2 separate regions of the Mus musculus genome follow, and region 2 is linked to region 1. Evidence: chromatin contacts called from public promoter capture Hi-C data. All regions are on one chromosome and are shown on one strand. Each heading gives the region's core, a stretch centred on a gene start, on an enhancer-like site or on the middle of the called end of the contact. The rest is flanking DNA. Distances are from core to core; before and after follow the strand shown. Region 1 holds the start of Lsp1 (lymphocyte specific 1). Region 2 overlaps Tnnt3 (troponin T3, skeletal, fast).

Region 1 (6,405 bases), core at 2,786-5,285:
AGGCCCTATGCCTCAAGGCCAATGGGAAATCACCCAAAAGTTACTGTGTGACAGGAAGACCGGGGCTCTGTAGAACCAGAAGAACTCCCCACAGCCTTATGGTCCAGTGCTACCGTAGCAGATGCAGAGATTCATGGCTATGCCAATCTGGACAGTGCCCCACAGAACACTTCTACTGCAGCCTGGGATGTCCCCACAGATCACTTGCCACTCAACCTGGGCTTTCCCCACAAAGTATCCCTCACCTTGACCCAGTCTATATCCAATAAAGACCACTGATTCCTTATCAACCTCCTTTGCATAATAGCATTGGGCACACTCTGGGGACTCTCACCAGAGTACCCTAAGAAGCAGCCTGGAACAGCCTAACCCCAGCTCTTTACCCTAAGCTCACAACGGGCATGTCTAGACACAGAAAGCCATCTCTAAAATGGCCATTCTTGCAGTGATGGTGTTACAAGATCTTTGCCTGCTAGAGTCTTTAAGAGCTTGGCAAAGACACTCAGTCCATGAATGCTAGAAACAAGCAGCTGCATTCTGAGTGTGAGGTTGGGGAAACTGAGTCACAAGAAGGTGACACTTTACCCTTCTTCCCCTCACCTTGAAATGGCATCTCAACCCCTATCCCAAAAGTCCGAGTTCCTAGAGGAAAAGGCCTGGTCCACTTCCCATGGGTCTCTTCCCCAGACAAGCCTTTACCTCCTCATGGCTCACTAAGCCTTCCCACATAAACCTCTTAGGGAAACTGAGGCAGTGGGAACCCCTAGTAGCAGTGTCACCCTAGTAAGGATATCCCGTCCTGGGCCCTCAGTCCCCAGCCTATTCCAGATCTGCCTACCTCAGTTGGGGGAAAGGTAGGCCTGTGATGTCCCAAATGTGCCAGGCATCTGGTTTCCCCTTTCCAACCCAACAGATCCCAAGATGGGGATCTGTTGAAGCTGGATGGAAGGTGGTAGAAAGCCTAGGACCTACCAGGAGGAAGATCACTGTTTGGCCTCCTTTCTGTCTTCAGGAAGCTCTGACTTGGCTCTGCCTGGCTCAGCTCTGCCATCTGGAGAGAGAGCTCCAGGACTCAGCTTCTAGGCTTTCAATCCTCAGAGCACACCTTGGGAGGGCAAGGTTGGGGTGGGGGTCCCTCCACTGGGCTCCTGCCTCTTAGAAGAAGACTCTCAATAGTGTTCAAAGTCTCTGACTAGAGATCAGGGGTCAGAGGCACACATGGTCCAGGAAGGAACCCTGCCTAGGTAACCCTTAGATTGTCCTGTTGGTCAGCAGGTCTAGACATAGGCCAGAAAGGTTTCCAGGATAGATAAAGTTCCAGAGCAGGACCCTCAGCAAAGCAACATCAGATGCTGAAAAAAAAATCAGAATGCAGACATCCCAGGAGCCAAATAAGCCATACAAATGAGAGGACAGATGGCCAGGTAGAATGGGTCAGGCAGGCCTGTGCAGAGACATCCCTCTACATGAGACTGCTCCCAGTGAGAGGAGGCATGGCTCCACACAGAGCTAGGGTTCCAGGACATGGATAGTGTTTGAATCTGAGGCCTGTGAGGGCATGCTGAGCCTCTCTGTGAGCTACATGACTGCCTTGTAGCTTCTAAGGCACCACACAGTAGAGATGTAAGGGTGTTCAAGTTTGGTCTTAGGGCAAGACATTCCCTAGGTGTCACCCAGCAGTATCAGCAAGTCACTTGCAGTCCTATGGAGATGCCACACACTGCTCCCAAGGGACAGGAATAAGCTACTGTTGGGTAGTCAGGCCGGGAGACAGCACCCTAGCAGAGGAAGAGCGGCAGGCTTGCATCAGTGGTGTGGGGAACTCGGGAGTGGTACACAGCAAGCAGCCTTCCTGCCTTCTGAGGCTCTGTGGGAGGGGTTTGACTGCCTTGGACTTGGCGTGCATGTGTCCTGCCATGCTTACCCTGGTATACCAGGGCAGGTATGAAGGAAGAGCCTGGCTTCTGCCTGATGCACCTGCTCTACTGTGGACAGCACAGCATGGGGATTCCCCCTGATCTGATCCAGCCCAAACTGACCCTGTTCAGCTCTGGGCTTCTGGGGCTTCCTGAATGGGAACTTCTTAGACCAAATAACCCCTTCTGGGCACTGGGGACTTTACCACTTCAAACAGGAGAATCCCTGGTCTGTGAGTCACCCTGTACAGCAGGCACAGTATCTCCTCCTCCAGGGTCTCAGTTTCATTTTGAAAGGTCGGTGGTGCACTTTGTTCTTTCTTCCTCCATTTTGGGGAGGAGGTCTTTAAGGGGCTCCCAGGCCCCTTTAAGGCTGTAGGATTGTGGAACAGGAGTTCCTGACTGACAGGCACAGGTGCAGCCCAGCTCCGGTCCTACAGCAAGATGACTAGGGATCGGCTGGGACCGCCAGAGCTGTGGGCACCCTTCACTGTGCTGCTTAGACCTCGGCATTTGAGACAGCTGAGAGAGGGGGCTGAGGAAGGGCCTAGGAGGAGGGTGGGGCTGGCTTGGCTGCTTGAAGCTGCCCTTCTATGGGCACAAGGTGGCAGGGGCACTGACGTGCAGTCATTTCTGAACAGGGTCACAGCTGTTGACTGATCACCCTGTTCCACACACCCCGCAGCTTGTGTCCTCATCCAGCCTGGGCAGAGTGTCCTTGGAGCCCTTCTTGGGATGTCACGATGCATGTCCCCCTTCCCAGGAGACAGACTTCATAGAGCCTTTCTGGGAACAACATGGCCCTGGAATCCCAAGGCTGGCACAAGGGTGCTGACCCAGACCAGGCCAGTCTCTGCTTAGCCTCAGACTCCTTTCCTAGCCTGAGGGTTCCTTGGACAACTTTCTAACCAGGGTCCAAATGCAAAGCAATAGTGTGGAGACCCCCCAACATGCACCCCTCAAAGTGAGGTTTCTTCCCATTATCATTGATAAGGATTGAGGAATTGCTGTTCCTGCCCAAGATCTGGCGTCCGGCTTGCGAACTGCAGAGACCCTGCAACCCCTGCTAAGGTGGGCCTTATCTCCTTGAGCCTGTGGCTGAACCCTAAGAGTCACACTCTCCCTGGCAGCCTGGCAGCTCCGGTAGCAATTTTATGTTTTACCTCTTTCTTCCCCTTCCTCTTACACACCTGGACCGCAGCCCCCACATCCTGCTCCCATGAGGCTGCTAGCCTCTGACCTGTCCCCAAGACCTGACACCCTCTTCTGAGACCTGTTCCTGGGACAGGGCAGGGCAGGCACCAATGGCCTGGCTTGGTCTCCATGTCTACCCACTAACAGCTTCCCTTCTCATTACCCCCACCCCCACCTTATGACCCAACACAGGAAAGACAGGGAACACCCTTCACATCCCTTTAAATTGCAGATGCCCTTAAGCAGCTGACAGCCTAAAGGCCTCTGCCCAGCCCTGTCTGTTGCAGGGCAGTGGCCCCCTTTACCTTTGCCAATGTTCATTCCCATACCCACTGTACTTAACAACAGTGCCTGGTCCATAAGACACCATTGACCTTCTCTATCCTCACATAGCAGCTTTGGGAACCCCTGAGGCCTGGTCACCTCTCAGTATCTTAAGGCAGGCCAGACCCCTCAGACAAGCCTATAGGTGCATGAGGTCAGGATTCCTAGGCCTAGTTTCTCCCAACACAGCTACTGCTCTCTCCTGCTGTTCAGGCCATATCCAGCCACTCCCAGTCCCTTCCACACCAAGCATCCATCTTCTCTATTCTGGCTATGAACCCTAGCCAGGAAGATAGCCTTTCCCAGTTAGGCCAAGCTGCAGAGGGAGATAGAGGAGATACACACCTCTCTGGTAAGAGAGGGTTTCTGAAGGCTATCTAAGTCCTATCTGAGATTCTGCCTACTCAGCACTTGGCACAAAGCAAACTGCCCATAGTGGAACTCACCCTTCGCTGTCTTCTGCATGGAGCTCTTCCTGTTCCTCGCATCTGGGATCGATGGCAGCCTCCGCCATGGGCCTGGTGTCTTCGGTGTGGGTGCACTTGTTATGGCTCCTGGTGTTTCTCTGTAGATGGGCGGTGGCCTAGAGCCTCAGCCCCCCACCCTTCCCGCCCCAGGTTTCACTTCCTCCTTCCTGTAGCAGGTTGAGGTTTGAAACCTATGGGGCTTGGGTTTTTTTTTTTTTTTTCCTATGTTGCTGCAACAGAAGAAGAGTTAAAACAAAACAAAACAAAACAAAAAAACAAAAAACCAAAAACCAACTAAACCCAAACCACTCATCAGGAAGTGTTGAGCAAGCAAGCTATAGCCTCCTGGAATGACAGAAAAGGGCTGAGGGTAGAGGTGAGTAAGGCTACTCCTTGCAACTCTGGTCCATAGACCTGAGAGTAGCTATGTCTCCCACAATGTCCAGAATTCATGGTCCCTTTAGTGTCCGTGGACTGCTTTCAATTGCTTTGCATGGAAATCTTCTGTGCTTCCAAGTGTGCTCAATGAACATGGTGGAACTAGTTCTTGATGCTTCAAGGTCATGGCCTTGGACACTCTTAGTTAGCCTTTGCTCCCCAGCCATGTCCAGGGTCCCACATGTGGTGCTCCCCTAGTCTGTGGTTCTAGAGCTTGTCTCTATCTGTCTCCATTCCTAGCTGCTGGACGCTCTTGTCTCCCTGCTCCATCAGCTCTCTCTAATCCTGCCTCTGTGCTCTGGGCATTTGGAACCAGTCGAAGAGTCGGTTGATGTTCCCAGCTATGCTGGGGTGGGTCATGGGTTCTCCTGAGAGGCAGCACCAGAGGAAGGACTGAGGCTTTTGGGAGGGAACCAAAGGGACTATAAAGGAATGATGGGGAATGTGATAGCCAGATCCCAAAGTCCCGGGACTTGGGCTAAAGTGTCACTGGGCCAAGTTGAGGCAGCCACAACATGGTAGAGACTCTCTCTTTGAAGCTTGCTGACCCAAGAGATAGAAAGAAAGGAGCCAGTGCCCTATTTCCCAGCACTGGGCAATGAGTGACCTCGGAAATCTCACTATGAGGTCTTACAGGAGAAGTGCAGAAAGGCAAGAGAGCCTTAGGGTGTTGGGAAACTTAGTAGAAGCTGTAGAGTATCATCTAGAGGTAGACCTGTGTTTGCAAGCCTGCCTGACTGCAGGGAGCCCTTTCTTATCCACATGGTCCAGTGGAGGCAAAGCCTTGCTTACTCTATCCCAGTCCTGAGGAGGGGGCAACAGGAAGAGTGAGTATTGTTCAGCAGACTGGGCAGGACACCTGCCTGCTTTTTCTTCAGCCTCCTCTCTCTCTCCTTTTGCACTTTGCTTCCTTGGGACCCTCCTAAGTGCTCTGTTGATAAGTGGCTGGGAATGCATTTGGCAGGTGACAGAGTTATGCCACTTCTGTCCTGACACCTCTTAAGAGGTTTTCACTGGTTCCTATGTCTGTCACAGGGCCTCGCCATCCAGGCACCTTATCGGTGCATTCCAGCCACTAATCTATGAACTTTCTGTGGCCTGTTTGTCCTTAGGGCTGGGGGATGGAGAGGTGGAGACCATTGGCTACCTACAGACTGGATTGGTTTCATAGTTTTCAGGACCTCAAATCCAGCAGCTAACATCTTTCAGATGGAAATTCAGACCCTAATAGCACAGACCCTTCAAGCCTGCAGAGCCAGCTCTGCCCAAGGGGAAAACCCCAGTCTGGTTCTCTCAAAGCTGAAGTGTTTATAAAGTCAGCCCCAAGAGTAGCAGTGTGGAAGGCAGGACTCCTGAGAGGAGATGGGTCTTACACCCAGGTCATATCACAGGAGTGACTTTCCTGTAAAAGTAAATCGTAGGGTGGCAAGATGGCTCAGGAGGCAAAGGTGTTTGAGACCAAGCTTGATGATCTGAGTTCAATCCATCGGACCCACACGGTGAAAGGAGAGAACCAATTCCTACAAGTTGTCCTCTGATCTCCATACACATGCCCTGGCACATACACAGCAGAATTATCTGGGAATTCCAGACACTGCTATATGACCTCCCTTTGGCCTGCTGGTTGGTTTTTATGGCTAAAGGACAGGCAGGCAGAGGCCATTGGCCACCTATAGGTTGGACTGACTTCCTAATTTTCAGGCCTCTGATCTAACAGCAGCTAACATTTTCCAAACAGAAATTTCGACCCTACCAGCAGAGATGCGTGTGTGTGTGTGTGTGTGTGTGTGTGTGTGTGTGTGTGTGTGTGTGGTGTGTGTGGTGTGTGTGTGTGTGTGTGTGTGTGTGTGTGTGTGTGTGTGTGTTTATATGAGCCCTTCCTAATGGGTTGTTTTGCCACTTGGTGGGCATTAAGAAGGCCTCACCAGGAGTCACCCCATGTTCCTGTATGTCCAGCCTCCAGATATGTAAGCATGTCTTTGTTGTTTATAAGTCACTCTGCCTCAGGGATACTTTGTAGCAGCAGAAAGCACATTAAGATCCCTGGGACATGTGGGTGCTATGTG
Region 2 (6,748 bases), core at 3,256-5,755, 56 kb before region 1:
ACTGCCTCTGCCTCCCAAGTTCTGGGATTAAAGGCAAGCATCACTATGCTCAGCTTCCAGAATCATCATTGTGTTCTGTGCTACTTTTAAAAAACTCTTGACCTTTGCAGCTCTGGGGGTCTCATGCATGCTGAATATACGCTCTACCACTGAGCTGTGTGCCAATCTTCAAAGTGTCCTTGTGGAATTTTCACCGTTTTTATGTCTTGTGAGCTCAAATCCCACCATTCTGGTTTCTGATGTGAAGCCATCATTGCTATGGGCACGATGCTGTTTTTTAAAAATGCAGAGCTGGGTTGGCGGGAGCGATTTAGCCATGGTGTCAGCACTTTTCAAGAGAGTTGGTTTATTCAAGGTTGACTCTTCACCTGGGCCCTGTTTTGCAAGGCACATTTCCCCTGGGGACTGGGCTGTTTTTTTCCAGTTTCCAGGTAGAAAGATTGCTGCAATCTGTTTGTGACATTCTTGTGGGGCAATTAAGTCTGGACCATCTCTGCAGTTATAGCCCTCTTTCCGGGTTCTCATTATCTGTATCTGTCCCCTCCAGCCACTGAACTTTCCATCAGATGTCTGACAGGTGACTCAGCTCACCTGTCTCTCAGACCAGGCTTTTGTCTCTCTGACCTTCCCCATACAGAGTCCCTACCTCTTAACTTCTGTTTTGCATGGTCTCGACTCTCCATTTCTCGCTAGTTCTTGAATGTTCTGTGGATTTCTCAAGTCGTGTGTGTGTGTGTGTGTGTGTGTGTGTATGTGTGTGTGTGTGTGTGTGTGTGTGTGTGTGTGTGTGTGTAACTCGTGCACCTAACTGACATGGCGACTGTGCTTCCTCTTCTAATGTAAACAGAGGGGCCCATGGTTTGCTCTGCGTCCCTCCTGTTCCCCGGCACCATGATCCATTACCCTTCAACCCTAAGTGTTTCCTGCTGCCCTCTAAGACTTCCTCTTGGATTCAGAACTATTCAACTCTTTCCTAAGACACGATGTAAAAGATGTAAAAGTCCCCTCCTTGCTGGGTCGGGGCGTCTCTGTTCTGCCTCTGTTGGAGTGTGCTTTGGGTCCTAGGCTGAGGTCAGCCTTTGGGAGTTTCATGTGCATTCCTGGCCTGTGGGAACAGCTCAACAGCCTCTTGTTTCCAATCTCACACACCTCCCAACCTTTTTTTTTTTTTTTTGATCCTTAATCCTCCATTACTGTGAGTGGCATGCTTAGAACCAGGGCTTACTGGGGTTTCCAGGTCCCCACTCAGTTCTGAACCATAGCCAGCTGCTGGTACATGGAACCCTCCTGCTCAGGGTAGCGGCCTATTCTGTCCCCAGCTTAGCCATTCTGTTCCCAGCTTAGCCATTCTGTTCCCAGCTTAGCCATTCTGTTCCCAGCTTAGCCATTCTGTTCCCAGCTTAGCCATTCTGTTCAGGCACTTCTGGGCTGTTCAGCTGCCTTTCAGAACAAGGCAAGGACATGAGATTGGTTTCTGGATCCATGAGACTAAGCACTCTTTGTAGTAATTTTTCCTACTATACATTTCTGGAAAAAAAATCTAAAAAAGTAAAAAGTGCCCAGTCACACTGGGTGTAATGCATACAGGCGAGTGGTGTGCTCTCCCTCTCTCTCTCTCTCTCTCTCTCTCTCTCTCTCTCTCTCTCTCTCTGTCTCTCTCTCTCTGTGTGTGTGTAGCCTGTGTATGGGTATGAGAGTAAGTATGTTGTATGTCGATTATAACTGGATGAAGACCTCTGGGCTAGGGTGTTTGTTGAGGTGTATTCACACATGTGAGAGACTGTATTTGTGAGGGCCATTAGTATGTGCATACATAAAGTTTTGAGCTATGTTGGTGTATGTGTATTACTGGGTGTGGACAAAAGTACTCTGCTTGGTCACACTTTACCCAATCTCCTTTGTCCCCTGCCTGCTGTCCTGTCCCTGAGCTTCCTTGTACAAAAGAAGGAACATTGGGGCTGGAGAGATATCCCAGTGGTTAAGAGCACTAACTACTGTTCCAGAGGTCCTGAGTTCAAGTCCCAGCAACTACATGGTGGCTCACAACCATCTGTAATGGGATCTGATGCCCTCTTCTGGTGTGTCTGAAGATAGTGACAGTGTACTCACACATATAAAATAAACAAGTAAAAATTTTTAAAAAACAAAAATAAAGAAGTGTCACTACTAAGTCAGGTCAGCAAGTCCCTCTCCTGACACCTGAGTACCCTCATGTGTTTTTAGAGTGCTTCCTACTGGTTGAGATCAGATTTGTGTCCTGCCATATGTTACTCTGTATTATGCACATTTAAAATAGGTTTTAATTTTTATTTATTTATTTATTTATTTATTTTATGTGAGTATATTGTAGCTGTCTTCAGACACACCAGAAGAGGGTATCAGATCCCATTACGGATAGTTGTGGGCCACCATGTGGTTGCTGGGATTTGAACTCAGGACCTTCGGAAGAGCAGTCAGTGCTCTTAACCACCTAGCCATCTCTCCAACCCTCTGTGGTTTTTTTCTCAAGACAGGATCTCTATGTAGCCCTGGCTATCCTGGAACTCACTTTTACAGAGATTAGCCTGCCTCTGCCTCTAAAGTGCTGGGATCAAAGGCATGTGCCACCACGCCCAGCTTGGTTTTGTTTTTCTAAAGAGATTAGGCTGTGTGTTGCCCTGAGAGATTGCATTTTATATGTAGTTTTGGACTCCATTTAGAAGATGAGGGTGGCTGAGTGCCTTGGTGGATACAGGAATGATACCATCTGCCTGGCACAACACAGGACACACAGATGGATAAATAACACTTGAGAATAGGAAGGGTGTCACCCTAAAAATGTATTGGACTGAATTGAAACGGTAGGGGCACACAGCCATATTAAATTTATACCAGAGAAGCCAGACCCAAGAATTCACAGACCAAGAAAAAGGTGGACATCCCTCACCCAAACTTCCTAAAGAGGTAGAGACCTAGAACAGGGATGGATGGAAATGTCATCCAACCACCTACCCAGTGTGCGCGTGGTGTGTGTGTGTGTGTGTGTGTGTGTGTGTGTGTGTGTGTGTGTTTGTGTGTGTGTGTAGAACTGACAGGGAGAGGAGCTTCTGCTCAGTTTGGTGCCCACTGTAGATAGCTTATTCAATTGCTACCCCCCCCCCCCGTTCCTTTGTCTGGACCTGCTATCCATCATCTATCTACCCATTGGCTCATCTAGACCCAGCCCTGCCCTTCACTTCACCTCACTCCTACTGCTCAGCTCTGACCCTACTGCAGGCCCGATGCTACAGAAACCACTCCAGCCTCTCCAGCCTCTGCTTTAGCTCCATCCTGCTCGTTATCTTATCAATATGGAGACTCTTATAGCCCTAGCAACTTCCCAGTTTTGGCTTCTCAGGACTCTTTGAAACTTCCTGCCTCTTTAAACCTTTGTAGCCATTATGTAACATACATATATAGATAGAGCTATAGATAGATATATTTACTGTGTGGTGTGTGATCTGAGAGTCAATATTAGTAATTAAGATTGGAATGAGAGAACCTGTGTTTGCCTCGGCCAGGCTATCAAAGAAAGCAGGATTATCTGGCAAATGCTGCCATTGAAATGGTCTTACCTTGTGAACATACTGCTATTAATCAATACATTCTGACATTGTGGAAAGACACAAACATGCTTGTCTATGTTTCTCACTTAGCATATTGAGACTATCACCCAAGCCATGTCTAATCCCCTAGCCTTCCTTCAGCAGCATCATGTGAGGTCTACTTAGCCAGAGACCTCTACCCTGGTGTCTCAATCACTGTCCATTCTTGCCCTTTGGTTCTATGTTCCCTGCCCATGACAGATTGGCTGAACCCATCTCCACTGCAAGGTGTGCTGCTGGCCCTAAAGTTGGTTTGATGTTCATAGAATCTTCCCCATTGGGCTACAACCAGGGTCAGTAAACAATTTTTTTCTTTAATGGTGTGCACATGCTGGATGCATAACCATACAGTATATTTACAGCCCCGTGCGTGGTGTGCGCGTGCGCATGTGTGTGTTTCCCACGGGAACTAGAGCAATGTGTATTGGGGTGCACACCCAGATGGGGTTTACACCACCCTATGTTGGGGTACACATTCAGATGGAGTCTGTACTACTGTATGTGTTGGGGTACATGCACAGATAGGGCCACACTGCTGTCTCATGGGGTACATGTACAGATGAGTTACATGTGCTCTCTGGAGGTTGTATGCTGCCCTCAGGGGCCTGGTGAGGGCTGACTACACTCCCTGTCTTTCATTCAGGGCACTGGCTGCGGCTGCCCTGCCTCCCCAGTCTTCCTGGAGGTGTCTGTGCACAAGCCCCTTCCTCTATGAATACCTCGCTGTGCAGGGCTCCGCGTCTTGATCCAATTTCTGTGATTTATATTTTCCATAATTCTATTTGGTCAGGACTTTCAAATTTATTGTACAGTTGTGTTCTGTGTTCCCTGTAATATAGGAGAACGCTGTTTGCCGAGCTTGCTCCCTCGTGGGAAACGTGCTTTCCTGCATTCCTCTCCCCCCTTGATGTGCTCGCCGGAGCCCCCCTCGCCTCCCCCCTTTCGGGGTGTCTGCAACGTCTCCAGGCAGCCAGCCTTCCTCCCTAGCCCTCCCGAGGCTGGGCTGTTTCTTCTTTAAACAGTGGTTGGGGGGGGGGGCTGTCCAGGCAGCTTTCTAACACGGAGGGCTCTCCCTCTGGTTCTGGGGACAAAGAGAATCTAGGAATAAAAAAACCTCTGATAAGAACAGCTACAGACCAAGTCCTGGAGGTACATTGGGGTGCAGTACCGTGTGCAGTTGAGCCCTAGTTGCTAACAGCAGTAAGATACCCTGAGTTTTCCAGGGCTGTTCTGAAGTATGCTCCCATGATGCTCCCTGTCCTGCAACACTTCCAGCTTCCCTAGGTCCTTTATGCATGATAACACAACACATAAACAGTAGAGGGGAGTCTGATAACTTTATTCCTAGACCCCAGAAGGTGAGGGCATTGCAGCAGGGTGGGTCCTGAGTTCCCAAAGATGCCTGGGCGTGAAGGCTGGAGAGTGCAGAGCTGGAATAAGGGGCCCTGGCAGGAGTCAGGGTTGATGGTCTCTGCTGCAGTGCACCTCTCTGCTCTTTTACTTCCAGCGCCCACCGACTTTGCCCTTGGCTGTGGCACCGGCCTTCTTGCTGCTGCAAATGGAAAGCAAAATGTACTGAAGGCTCAGAGGGTCCAGCCAGCTACAGGAGACCGTTAGCTCCTGACTCCCCAGGCTGTCGCCCCCACTTCGAGTGCACACACCTTGTTCCAGCCTGAGCTGACTCACCTGCAGGAGGCCTGACAAGGCCTGGGCACTAGTGTGGTTAGGAGAGTGTTAGCTGGTTACCTAGGCTCACCTTCTGTTCCCCTGCTTTGGCCAGGGGGACTATTGCAGGCAGACCCATGCCATATGCTAGCTTTGAAAAATAGTGTTTTTGAAAAGCCTGTGATTTTCAGGATGGCAGCTAAGGATAGCCAGTTCCAGGACTTAGGGACCTCATTCTCTGAGGCTCTCTGTACCCTAGCAAGCTGGAAGCAGGATAAGTGCTGTTCAAGGCTCTGGGCTGGCAGGAGGATGAAAGTACATGAGCTCTGGAGCTACCCCAGTGGGATCTTGGGCTGGTGATGTAGCCTCACAGGCCTTCCTGAGCACCCTGACACATGCATACACCCATGGACACATGGCATTTCATCAAACCAGCCCATCATGAGATGTGAGCCCATAGCCCCTTCCTGTAGTATGTAAGGACAGAGAAAAACCCCAAGAAATGGGAAGTCTAAGCAGCTCCACTTGATTTTGTTCTTGAAATGTGACAACCCCATGTCCATGGTTAGCATCAGACGCCTAGCATTTTACCAAACTAAGAACCCGGCAAGGGGGTCACTGTTGCAACAGGTCCTGGAGTCCTGTGGATCTGATTCCTTGTGTGGAGCGGTTACCCTCCTGAGGCATCAGTTCATTTATTCATTCATCCATTCTCCACAAGCCTCCTTTTCTCCTCCCATCATCTCTGTCCCAAACTGGCCTTGAAATTTACTCCACATTCTATCTTGAACTTCTGATCTTCCTGCCTCTGCCTCCTCACAAAGTTCTGGGTTTATGGCTGTGCCCCAGCTAAGGTATGGAGATCCAACTAAGGACCTGTGCCTGCTGGACAAGCATTCTACCTACTGAGCTATACCCTCACACCACCTCTTGTTGTTGTTAATTGAGATAGGGCTTCATGTAGCCCAGGCTGGCCTTAATCCTGCTTCCAACTCTGGAGAGGCATTGAGATTGCAGATATTCATTACCACCCCCTGTTACAGGCTCACTGCTGGTTAGCACATCATAGAGGGAGAATGTATTACCTCCCCACCTGGCACCTCCTACATGCAGGAGAGAAAGGAGCCAGGGGGTTCCAGGGCTCAGTTAGTCTTGTTATTGCTCTGCTTAGGGTCAGCTACCAGGAACCCTCGTTCAGGAACTGGCTAACATGCCTAGGTCCTACGTAGGGTTGCAGGTGGCTAGCCCTGGGGACTCTAGGCCCAGCATAGAGCAAGAATGGGCTGGGCTACTTACTGCTTCTGGGCTTGGTCAATGCGGCTCCTGAGGGTGGTGATCTGTAACAACACATGTGACTTACTGTGACAGAGATCTGGGAAGCCCAGCCGGGCACTGGCCAGGGGACACATGTCTTCACCACAGGGCAGGCCAACTGTGGCATCTCCACTGTATCCTCACTT

Evidence for each region. Promoter capture Hi-C pulls out the DNA fragments that hold promoters and counts their contacts.
Region 2: a contact with region 1 is called in a promoter capture Hi-C map of cranial neural crest. The contact joins the enhancer-like site here to the promoter of Lsp1 in region 1. A contact is called at or near these places in 7 of 39 promoter capture datasets (the C10 cell line, cranial neural crest, frontonasal cranial neural crest and 4 more), 4 of 484 Hi-C or Micro-C datasets (B cells, the G1E-ER4 cell line, the HPC-7 cell line and 1 more), 4 of 115 datasets of contacts at active chromatin or transcription factors (the 230-238 cell line, the HPC-7 cell line, embryonic fibroblasts and 1 more) and 3 of 9 other capture datasets (adipose tissue, liver and pancreatic islet).

Annotation. Positions count from the first base shown.
Region 1 is chr7:142,458,442-142,464,846 of GRCm38.p6, reverse strand. Lsp1 (lymphocyte specific 1) reads right to left here and starts at 4,035. Exons shown (of 11, transcript NM_001136071.2): 1 at 3,881-4,035. The coding sequence starts at 3,948.
Region 2 is chr7:142,514,203-142,520,950 of GRCm38.p6, reverse strand. Tnnt3 (troponin T3, skeletal, fast) reads right to left here. Exons shown (of 18, transcript NM_001163664.1): 17 at 6,585-6,625; 18 at 4,942-5,175. The coding sequence ends at 5,121. Among named protein-coding and RNA genes, the nearest start is that of Prr33, 11 kb to the right of the region's middle. Within about 2 kb of position 4,505, at least 32 of the 459 cell types and tissues checked have an H3K27ac peak or open chromatin away from gene starts, as enhancers often do.